Regions from separate parts of the Mus musculus genome. Here region 1 is linked to region 2. Evidence: chromatin contacts called from public HiChIP or PLAC-seq data. All regions are on one chromosome and are shown on one strand. The core of a region is the stretch at or near the end of the contact, and the rest is flanking DNA. Distances in the headings are between cores, read along the strand shown.

Region 1 (6,105 bases), core at 334-2,833, 160 kb after region 2:
AGAGAAAGATTAAGGCAGGGTCATAAAAAGCCAGCATAGACCTGAGGCTAGAAGAAGATTCTGGCCAGGAGCTAAAAGGCTAGGGATAGGGGATAGACATCCTGCCCACCTGTGATGAAGCCTGAAAGCACTTGAGCCCTTAAAATCTGCCCTTTATGTGGGACGTTCCATCCTCCTCATTGCACATTTAGTCCACCCTCCTAGTGAGATCCCTGCAGCAAGGAGGCTGATGCGCTCTTATCTGATCCATTCAGAGCTTTGCTCATCCTGAGTGAGTTTATAGTTTCTGTGTTCTGGCCTCAAGTCTGAGGCTTGGGATTCCATCTGGCATTCTTCCATCTTATGGTCTATCTGTAGTAGAGGGTAGGAGGGGATAGGGGGCCACGGAGACTTGGTAAGAGCAAGCCAAGCAGACAGTTGCCCCACCCCTGAATTTATCTGCATCCTCTGGCTGGCTGTATGGCCTTAGCTTTGGGTATCTTCTTGTCTACTCTGGACCTCCGTGGCCTCTGCATTGTGAAGAGGCCAGCCGAGGGTCCTCTATCACCTATTTCTAGTGTCCAACACTCCCATCTGTTGCTAGGTGCTATGTTCTGTGCTTTCAAACAGACTAAAACCAGAGGTTGGAACTGCTTTGCTGTTTCCTGAGGTTCTGTGCAGCTTCTTTCTCCTTTGATGTTTTCTGGGAAGGCTGTATCCTCCATGACTGGCAGCACGAAGGGTCTCATGCAGCATCACAGAGCCTTCTGTCTTCCCTTCCACTGTGAGCTGCCCTTCTCCTGTCTGGCTGCTGCCCGGGGTGGGTTTTAAAGTAAAGGGGGTGGGAGATGAGAGCTCATCCACAGACTGTGGGATCAGTGCTGGGCCATGAGGGAGCCTCGAAGCCCCAGGAGAGAGCATGGTTCTTGCCTGCTTTCAATCTCCCTCCACATTTCCAAGGCCTGGGCAATGGCAGGAGTTCCTAGCCTTTCTCGGCCCCAGAGCTGAAACTGCCTGCTGCTCACCAGGGTGACCTCTAAGCTGTCTTGCAGGCACTCCAAAAGTGGGCTTCTAAATCCAAAACCTGGCTGATCCTTCTTGTTCCATCAATTCAGTTACCTTTACTTTCTACCAGAAAAGCCAGAGGTCTGGATCCTGCCCCTCCCCACCCCGACCCTCCAGCACCAGGTTCACCCTGTGTTCTCCTCCACCAGCCTTGAGGCTGCTCTCCAGCCCAGGGCAGCTATTGACATGGCTGTGGAGCTGTGGGGTCCACCCAGTCTCCTTTCCCGTCCTGTGTCAGCCCTAAGAGGAACCACAAAGCACCTCCCATGTTCATCAGCATCACCTGCAACTTCCTTCCTTTTCCCTGCCGTATGGCAAACACATGCTTTCATAGTGTGCTTGCTACCGTCGCTATCTTTGAGAGTCTCTGGTTTTGGTCTCTGTACCTTTGCAGGACTCTAATGGCATAACGTCCACTCCTTGACACTGGCCTTAACAAGTGTTGCTTGATCGCTCCAAGTCCTCCCCTTATGCCACCCCACACCTGGAAATGATTTGGTCTGTCAATCAAGCAACCAGCACAGCCTACCCAGGAACCCTGTCCACGTTTGCTTGCACTCTGGCCCCTCCTCTGTACTCCTGCAGCATAGCCTTTGGAGACCACCCCAGCTAATACGAAGCAAGTGTTCTGTGTGTGTCCCTGTCCTAAGGAAGGAATAAGTACTTGATAAGGTTATTAAAATGCTCACCTCAAACAGGCAGGATTAATGTTACTTACACACACACACACCTGACAGATAGGTAAGCTGAGGCCCAGAGAGCAGCAAGGCCTGTCCCCCACACAGAAAGATCCAGAGCAAGGTTTCCATGGTCTATAAGCACGGCCAGGTCTGAAGCCCATCAGAGCCCTTTCTTTGTATCAGAAGCACTTGGCAATGGTGGCTAAGCAGGCAAGCAGGGAGGCTGTTACCATTTCTGTCTGTTCTATGTGATCACAGCCAGGTCCTCCCACACTGAGCCCCCTAACAGGTGTCCACTCCAGTGCAGCCCTCCCCAGCTATTGCTCAAGGCCAAGGAGAGCAGAGGTCTCCCTCCACACAGCTGGTGAACCTGGGAGGCCATTCCCCCCTCCTCTGTAAATGGATAATTGCTGTGTGGTCAGACCAGAGGAATTAGAGGAGCCCTCTAGGAATTCCATACTGATTTTGCAAATGAATGTGGAGTCTTGCCTTTTGATGTCCAGGCAGCTGTGTCAGCAGGGCAGGTCTGAGGCTGAAGCAGATCCATGTAGCAGGCTTGGAGTCTGTGGATGCAGCTGCTTAAGAACAAGAATGGAGATGGTGGGGATGGTGGCTTCCCAACCCATCACCTCCCAGGGAAGCTGGGTTCTCCCTGTATCACTCACTCATGACTTGTCTCCATCCGTGGCCGCTCTGCAGGGAAGATGGGCAAGCCCTCTCCTGAGGCCCACCCTTCTGCTTCTATTCTGCCATATCTCAAAAGACTGCACGCCCATAGTTTCTAGCCTGGACACACACACTTCCCTCTCCACCCCATGCTCCTTCTCAGCTCGGCTGTGTCAGGAAGCCCCTATGGGCTCTGGTTCCCATCCCTCACTAGCTTGTCACAAGGCAGCCAACTGGCTCTCTTCAGCTCCATTCCTTGAACTTGCGCCCAGCTTTGTAATTGGGAGAGGCTTGTCTAGATGCTTTCCTGGGACTTTATAGAGCATCTTCTTTTCTTTTCCTCGTGTGCAGTGTACTGGGTTTAGAGGCTCAGAGGTCATGGCCTCTGGGAACAGGTGGACAACAGGATGAGCATCATGGAGAATGCAGTGGGTTCAGGGAGAAGAGCCACAGTGCTCCTCGGGGATCCAGCTCAGAGAACATGGGTGAGACTGTTGCCTCCTTTCTTGAGCCTTAGGCTCTCTGTATATGAAATGAGGCCAGTAATACCATTCACCCATCAAAAGGACACAGCATGCCAGGAACCATGGTCTGTTGATTCATGAAAGGGTTGCTATCATAGCCAAGGATATCAAGTCCTGGAATAGGACCCCAGAGCCAAGAGCTACCGCCACACCTCACTTCCTCTGCTAGTCTGGTCTGCAGCACCAGATCCTGGGTGCCAAGTTTCTCTTAACCTGCCTTGCTGAAAACAAAGGAGATGTCCTTCCCTCCACAAGACAGAGTCCCCACAGACTCCTTCCTAGAGTTCATTGCTTACCAGCCTCCCTGCCCAGCAAGCACCACTCTGCTCACATGGGTGATTCAGCTTGAAGGACAGGTGAAGAACCCCAGAGTTCTATGGTGGGCTATAGGGGGAACAGCTTGGGCCTCAGAGAACAGAAGGGAACCGAGCACAGTCATCCCCCACTGCAGGGCAGAGGAGAGTCTGCTGCTACCACAGGATCCACCCTGTAGAGTTCACAGAACAGAGACATTTGTGTGTGAAATTGAGTCCATGGTTCTCTGAGTGGGAGCTGAGAGTGGGAAGAACAACAGGTAAAGCTGCCTTGCCTTCACGCTGGCCTCCTCCTTCATGAATGCCTCCCCCACTGCACGCCCAACCCTTGCCAACAAGAGATCTCCCACCACCCTCTTCCCCATAGCCTTTCCTACCCGCCTGCTTCAGACTAACAAGATAACACCTGACCCCAACGCCATATCCTGACTTCAGTGGCAGATAATGGCACCTGGCTGGTGGGACAGCAAGGAGCTTATGATCCAGGCCTTGCTGGGGGCAATTGGGCTCCCCTTCCTGGGAGTCTGTGGCACATTCAGGTCCCCAAAGGGTTAGGGGCAGAGCTTATACCACTCCTTCTCATCTTTCCATACCTTTGAGTATTCTCATCCTTGAAGGAGCTCTAGTCACTGTCTCTCCTTTACAATATGTTTCCTGCTCCTCAACACCCACCCCCTCCTCTTCTGCCTCAGGCCTTTGCTCAAATACTCTTTCATATCTCCACAGGGCTCCTTCCTTAGCATTCACTTAGAAATCTCATGGAACCTAAGGAGAGATCAAGTATTTCTGAGAAAAATGTAATGTTAGTTGACGGGCTGCGAGTTTTGAAGACACTAGAGTTGGATAACTTCAAGCATACCAGGCAAGGCAAGGGCTGGAGCAATGGCTCAGTAGGTGAGGGGCTTACACTGCAAGCATGCGAACCAGTGTTCAAATCCCCAGCACCCATGTACATCTTGGGGAAGAATGGCCAGTCTGACTGTAATCTCAGCTTTGGGGAAGCAGAGATGGGGATTCCCGAGGCCAGCTGATTACTTAGACTAGACCAGTCTGCAAGTTCTGGGTTCAGCAAGAGGCCCTGCCTCAATAAAGAAGTGGGATGTGGTCATATTCCCCCACATATTTTCTCCCTGTCTAATCCAAAATGTCAACATCAAATACATTAAATCAAATATATATATATATATATATATATATATATATATATATATATATATATATACATATATATATATATACATACGTACCACACCAGATATACCACACACATACTACATACACACATCCGACACCAAACACACAAACACACAGACCACGTACACCCATAGTACACATATAGCACGCACATGCACACATAGCACACACCACACATCATGCACACCACACACACACACCATATACACATACTACTTACATACCACACACACACACATACCACACCACACACACAACATGTGCACACTATATACACACCTCACACACACAGGCACACACACTTGCACACACACACACACACACACACACACACACACATGTGTGTAGTCCCTTTCTTCCCCTCTCTTCCTTATTACTTCTCTCAGTGTGAGTGGTTCTCCTAATGTAATGAGGACTCCACTAGGTCAGGTGCCTTTGCTTGCTGAGTTTACTCTTGTGCCCCCTAGCCTGGGCCAGCAAGCTGCCCTGTGAGTGCTCCATAAATGAATGTGTAAATTGGTTCCTGTCACAGATGGGTAAACCAAGGCCTCAGGAAGAAAAATGATTCATTCTGGGCTTCCTAGTGACAGGTCAGATGGTGGCTAGATCTCTGGTCCCTGAACCCGCACTAAGTCAGGCCCTGCTCCAGGAAACCTTGTGTTTATTTGGATGCCTGCTCCTTCATAAGCTGGTATGTGTAGGCAGAATCGGTGCTGGGAGACTGGGAGACTGAAAGACTGGGAGACTTCAGAGCCAGTCCTGGAATAGAAAACTAAGACGTAGTCAGTAGAACGTTGGTGCTATCTGTGGGGCATGCAAAGTAAGCAATTTGCAGTGCCAGCACTGAGGGCTACAGCCTCTGAATTAGGGTCTCCTTCCCCCAATGGTTCAATGAAGTAGGCTGACCTCCACTCCTGAACTGCATGCTGACAGAGTAGTCAGACCTCAGGTCCAGGATGGCAGTGCTGCTTCATATGGGTCCTGGTGGGACACTGCTAGGGAGTCATGGGCTGAGTGGTGCCCTCAGATTGCCATGCAGTGACATGTTCATTTTAGAAGTGTTTGCTATGTATGTGACTGGCACTGTATTCTCTCTAGGATAGCCAAGGCCAAGCTGGACAGTGTACCCCTATAAGGGGTCCTAGACTGGCCTGAGGTTCTATCAGGCCAGCTCAGAGTAAAGATAGTGGGAGGTTAGATACCAGTGGTTGGAGCTAAGCTGCAAATGGTGACCTTTTCTCCCTTGTGTCAACCTTGATAATACCTGGTAACCAAGGTGATATCTCTCCCTCTCTCCTCTACCTCCCCCTTCTCTTTGCATGCATGTGTGAGTATGTCTGTCTCTCTGTCTGTCTCTGTCTCTTTCCAGTTAGTCAATCAGAATATTGGCCCCAGTGGCTAGCCCCAGCTATCAGTTAGTGTGTGTCCTTGTTCTAATGAATGAATGGAGGTGGCTTGGGAGGTGGCAGAGGGAACTCAGGATCTGCCTGTTGTACCTGGATCTGAATCCCAGGCCTAGTTCTCTAAGAGGAGCTCTTGAGTAGTGTGACCTCACCATCCCCCGGGGCTCAGTTTCTCTGTTTGTCACATGAGAATGCCAATCCTCATCTGGAAGGGTTATAATATAAGATGGCTTCCCAGTGTCTCTGCCATGGTCCATGTCATCTGGCAGGCTTGTCGGCT
Region 2 (5,770 bases), core at 2,325-4,824:
AACCCATAGTCTTGCTTATATTTTTGGGTAGCAGCTTCAGAAAACACAATTCACATACTATGCACCTATTTAAATTGTTTTTTTTTCTTTTAGTTTGTTCACAGTTAGGTAACCATCACTTTTTGATTTTTTTTTACTACTCACCCCCAAACCCCAACATTTCTTTGGTATGGTCCCTTCATCTCCTTATCTAGCCTTGTTCTGAGTGATCACTACCCTGCTTTTTGCCTCTGTACATATGCTCACTGCAGTGCTTTTTGAAGTCAAATAATATTTTATCTTGAATATGACTCTTTTAAAAAAATGTATGTCCTCCAAGTGTATAGTCTGATGTGTTGACACACCATGGTTGGCTTCCCACTCACTCACTCTCTAGCTGATGGACAGTTAGTTGGGTTGTTTCTACACTCTGGCTATTGTGAAGAACACATGAATGCATAGAGATTTGTGTTGATGTATGCTTTCATTTCCCTTGGATTGACACATTTATTTGCTCTCAGGTCTCATTAACAGTGTCAGTGCCTAAGGCAGTATCACACACATCGAGTCACTGAAAAACAGTGAAGCCAGGAAGAGGTCTGGAGAAAAACAGACTCCAAGAGGCTGTGGTCTACGCTTGCTGACTGCCCTACATGACATAGTAAAGGAGGAAGTTACAGCAGTTACCTCTGACAATTAGCCGCCAAAACCTTTATCATTTTAGGGGAAAAGACACGATCTGAGAGAACTTTTATTTGAAATACAGGGGGAAGGTATGAAAAACTACTAACTCATAGTCACACATACCATCACTTTAAGTTTGATCTGGTCGGTTTTGTACTCCCTATCTGCCATCTTCTAATTCCCCAGTGAAGACCATGTTCCTATCTCTCTGTGGAAGCAGACTCTCACTCTAACCAACTCACTGCTCTTTCGAAGCAGATGGGTGGCTTTAGGGGGAAAGGGGCTGAGTCAGGGCAGTATCTCTCAAGAACCTCTCTTTGTTATGACTGCAGATCTCAGAACTCTGTGTGTGAGAGACAGAGCTACTACATTATGCCCTGGTGTCCTGTTTTCTGGGCACTCTGGTTTGCTTAGCATCTGTCACCAAGCAGGTATGTGGGATAAGAGGCTGAGCAGAACAAGTTGCTCCTGATATCTAGCAGTTTGAACTGTAGGCAATTGCAAAGAAAAAAGTGGAAATTTCACAGCCACCTCTGGTGCTTACATCCTTCACTTTTAGTCCAGTTCTTAGTTGCTCGCATTCTAGGCTCGGAGAGGCAAGTCATTCTGCTTCACTCACACTTTGAGCCTTCCTTTCTCTAGTGGTTCCATGTGCAACCGAGGCAGGAGTGGAGAGAGGGGAGGAGGGCCCTTAGCTGGGAGCCAAAAGGCCTAGGATCAGGCCTTGGCTTCCACTGGCCACTCTGCCTCTACTTTGTTCCCTCAATCATGAGCCCTGTAAGTAAAGATATAACCTAGCCACTTGCAAATTTGAATCTTGGAGTATCTTCCCATGACTGTATACATACAAAGGCATGCTCTCAGGCCTGGCATGATGACACAGGTTCTGGCCATCTGCTTTCTGTAGGCAGTCCCTTGAAGGCCCTTTTATCCCACTTTTATACCTTGGCAGCAGGTGATCCATCTGCTTCACTCCCTCCTCCTCCTCCTCCTCCTCCTCCTCCTCCTCCTCCTCCTCCTCCTCCTTCTTCTTCTTCTTCTTCTTCTTCTTCTTCTTCTTCTTCTTCTTTTTTCAAGACAGGGTTTCACTGTATAGCCCTGGCTGTCCTGGAACTCACTTTGTAGACCAGGCTGCCCTCTGCCTCCTGAGTGCTGCTGGGATTAAAGGCATGCGCCACCACACCCGGCCACTTCACTCCCTTCTATTAGCTACTGCTGATTTAAAGATCTTAAAGATCATCTCCTAGGGCTTTGCCCTGACTCCAGGGCACCTCTGATATACCTCAAAGTGCCTACCCATAGCCTGTCCTGCTGACTGCTTATGCTCACTAGGCCTCGCAGATCTGCTCTGAGAAACTCACCCATATCCCCAAATTTGTCTCAGCCTGACTTCCACCTCTTAGCCTGAGGTCCATTGAGCCTGCCTCAGGAACCCTTCCTCTGCCTGCCTTTTCTTGGTCTTCTGCTATGATTGTATTTTAATTGTCTACTTGCATATCTCATCATGTCTGTCAGCTATAGACTTCTGATAATATCACACAATTTATCTTTAACCTCCAATATCAGGATAGAGTCTTAGCAAATCTTGTTTAACAACAGCGGTGTGTGTGTGTGTGTGTGTGTGTGTGTGTGTGTACACCCAGAGAAACAGACAGGAGAATGACTGACTGAATGGAGCTTCCAAGGAATTCTAATTGTTTTATGTTCTTTAGACATGTTTTAATTTAATGTAGTGGGTCTTTGCAGAGTGCCTAGGAACACATGTGGTGGTGTTAGGCACAGCAGCATGACAAAACGTTGTAAGCAAATACCACGTTTTCTGGATCTCCAGTGACCATCTCATTCTCCGATATACCTCGAAGTGCCTACACAAATCCTGTCCTGTTAACTGCTTACTCTCGCCAGGCCTCGCAGATGTGCTCTGAGAAACTGGCCCATGTTCCCAAATTTGTCTCAGCCTGACCATTGGACTTCCACCTTAACCCAAGGTCCACTGAGCCAGACGCCCTCTGGCGGTAGCGCTCAGGAGCTACATCCCGGCGCAGAGCTGGAGAGAGGAGAGGAAAGGAGAGGGAGGAGGGAGGAGGCGCAGGCAGGGGAGGAGAGGAAAAAGTTGCGCTGGGAAGTTTGGAAAGTTGGGAAGTGGCTGCTGCGGGCTTCGCCTCCCTCCGCGCGCGTGCGAGGGAACGAGCGAGAGAGCGAGCGCGGAGCCAGCGAGCGCCTGCCATGCCCGGCAGACCCCGCCTCGCCGCGCCCGGGCGCCGAGCTCGCTCCGACTCCCTGCGGCCCGGCCCGGCCCGGCCCGCCGCGGCCCCGGCCCCCCGCCTCCCGCGCCGGGTCCTCCCCTCCCCCGCCCGGCGGCCCCAGCCCCCCGCCCGGCCCGGCTCCGCGCCGCTCTCCCGCCCTCCTCTCTCCCTCCCTCCCGGCCGCGGAGCAGCATGGCGGAGCCCGGGCAGCGGCCGCGCGGCCGCCCGCCGCCCCTCTGAGCCGGGCTCGGGGGCAGCCCGGCACCTCAGAGCAGACCCCCGCCCCGCCGCGCCCTCTGCCGCACTTGTCCCACTGCGCGCCCCCTGGAGCGCCGCGCACCCCTGGGACCCTTGCGCGCCCCGGGTGCCCAGCATAACCCGAGTTCCCCCGCTCACCCTGGAATCTCAGGACTGCCCCAGGAGCCCCGCGTACCCCTGGACCCTGACGCGGCTCCGGGACCCCCACGCGCTCTAGGACCCCTGCGCGCTCTCAGAATTCCGGGGCTCGGCCAACCCGGCTGCGCGCCCTGGTGAGGGGCCCCGCCCCAGAGGATCCCCCTCTTCCAACAGACCGGAGCCCCGCCCCAGAGAGACCCCCAGGTCCGACAGGGACATCCAGCCACGCCCCAGCGGGCTCCCAGCATCTCGCGCCTGGAGCCCTGTGCTCCAGAAGATCCTCGGTGCCCAGCTGGGGGCTCCCCGCCCTGCTGAGGGGGCGCTGCCCAAGAGGGACCCCCGCGTCCCGCGGGCCCCGGCAGGATGCACGCCGCCCTGGCGGGGCCGCTGCTAGCCGCCCTCCTTGCCACCGCCCGCGCCCGTCCGCAACCCCCCGACGGAGGACAGTGCCGGCCGCCTGGATCGGTGAGCGAGCACCAGCCCTGCCACTCTCCCGCCTGCCTGGACACTCCAGCCTGAGGGGCCAGGGTTTGGGACCAGCCTTCTCCATTCAGCCCACTCGCTCCACCTCCGCCCTCTGGGCACAGCCTGGGCTCCCTTCCCTAGCATCTGTCCTCCCGGACTCCAAGTCTGAGCCCAGCCCAGATGGTTCCTTCTCCACTCGCGGACAGTTTCCCCTAGACTTTTGGTCTTGGTTGGATGGATCCCCTCTCTGTGTCCGCTTCTAACTCTCCTGTCTTTTATCCTACCTTTACCCTTTGGTTGCCTTCTTCTGACTTCATCTTCCCAACACCTAGTACCCTTTTCTACACCCTGACTTCCAACCCTTTTGCTGTTTCATTCACACAGTGCCCCAGGCCAGGCATCCCTCCCTCTCCTTGACCCTTTTTCTGACCTAAGGCTGGATCCTCCAACCCTGGTGCTCATTCTCACTCCTCTCCCTCTGTACCCCAGACCCTACCCAGTACCGATTGTCCCAAATGCCCCTGTTTCCTGAAAAGGGTAAGATATCATAGGAGAGAAACGGAAATGACAGGATGAACTTGCTTGTCTAATATTTTCCTAAGGGCACCAAGTAATTATTGCTTCTCCCAACTTTCCTCTCCAAACCCGGCATCTCTTGATATTTTTTCCTGCAATGCCCTTATCTTCAAATATAGATTAATGCGTTGGCAATCATCCTGAACTAGATGCCAGGAGACGAGAATACTGTTGCAGGATCTTCCTGTGCTACCCTATTAGCAGGGCATAGGTTGGCCTTGGGCAAGGTGCACAGCTAGCAGTCTGCCTTGTGCAAGAAACCAGCTGGATAGCTGGTAGGCACTGTCTATTGTGCATTCACATTTGTAAGGTTTGTTGGTAAACTATGGTTCTGTGTCCACCACCCACAATAAATACTTTTCATTTGTGCCAGAATCAGGGAGGAATATGTTATGAGTTGACCTAAAGTTTGTTAAGTGGTCAGTGGTCACTCCAGGGACTTTTCTAGATGGAAACTGACTTTGCTTGGGAGATAGTCCCCTACTCCTGTTTCTTTCCAAATCCTAATTGATACTGGAAAAAACAACCATAGTGTGTGCCTAGGTCACAGACAAAGACAGACTTGGAAATGGAGAGCTAGGCTCACCTTTTTGGTGGGGGGAGTTTAGAAAGCACCCAGAATATGTATGCTTCCTGGGGTTAATTCTATGAAATCCTCTCCTCCCACACCAGCAACTGAGACTTGCTTTGGCTTTGCAAGATTTTAAAACCCTTTCTCACCTATGGTCTCAGTGAGTGGAGCAAAGTAGCTAACACCCGTGACCTGCCCTCCAAGAAGAAAGCCTTACCCACCCGATGAACGGGAAGGAGCTGCTGAAATAGGTGTGCTATTTTTAATAGGTGTTCTGCTTTCAGAGTACTCTTGGCATGTGTCTTCTAATGGCTGTATTTAAAAGTTATATGACTTCCTCTTTTCTTGCCAGAGCAGGACTCTTGGTCCCCCCCCCCCCACCCTACACATGAAACACCCTGGTGAAGGTTTGGCTTGGCCAAGCATGAATGTTCTCAGGTGGTGTGGCAGCCCTTGGCTTTCACAGTGAAAGCTAGTCATAAAGAGAGCCTCCTTTCGTTGCCCACTTCCTCCGTGCCTGGCACCACTCTGAGGGCTTCAGATATGTATGTTCTGTTTTTCACTCCTACCAATAACTCCCATTCTCACCCCCATTTTGCAGAAGAGGAAACTGAGTCTGGGAAGTAGAATGATATACTACAAATTATCCAACTAAGAAAGGACAAAGCCAGCATTTGAATGTGGAACTTTTAGCTTGGAAAGCCCTTGCCAGCGGGCCTCTGCCTTCTGGCCCCATCTACCCCTGCAATCTCTCAGTGCCAACCCTGGCTCTGCCCTGCTGCCTTTGGCCTCACTGATCTGCCTCTCTTCTTCTCTCTCCATGTAGCAGAGGGACCTGAACTCCTTCCTGTGG

Evidence for each region. HiChIP or PLAC-seq counts read pairs in DNA pulled down with a chosen protein or histone mark.
Region 1: an H3K4me3 HiChIP or PLAC-seq map of craniofacial prominence shows a contact between it and region 2, with 5 times the contacts expected there. The contact joins the enhancer-like site here to the promoter of Trabd2b in region 2. A contact is called at or near these places in 2 of 39 promoter capture datasets (the C10 cell line and hippocampal neurons), 1 of 15 datasets of contacts at CTCF or cohesin (the NIH/3T3 cell line), 2 of 484 Hi-C or Micro-C datasets (both in nephron progenitors) and 6 of 115 datasets of contacts at active chromatin or transcription factors (craniofacial prominence, embryonic limb bud, embryonic stem cells and 2 more).

What each region holds. Positions count from the first base shown.
Region 1 is chr4:114,566,233-114,572,337 of GRCm38.p6, forward strand. All of the region lies in intron 2 of Trabd2b (TraB domain containing 2B), which reads left to right. Among named protein-coding and RNA genes, the nearest start is that of Gm12829, 110 kb to the right of the region's middle. Within about 2 kb of position 1,584, at least 12 of the 459 cell types and tissues checked have an H3K27ac peak or open chromatin away from gene starts, as enhancers often do. A contact at or near this core is called in craniofacial prominence and embryonic limb bud, where this site is marked.
Region 2 is chr4:114,403,150-114,408,919 of GRCm38.p6, forward strand. It overlaps Trabd2b (TraB domain containing 2B), which reads left to right and starts at 3,575. Exons shown (of 7, transcript NM_001085549.1): 1 at 3,575-3,770; 2 at 5,744-5,770. The coding sequence starts at 3,669.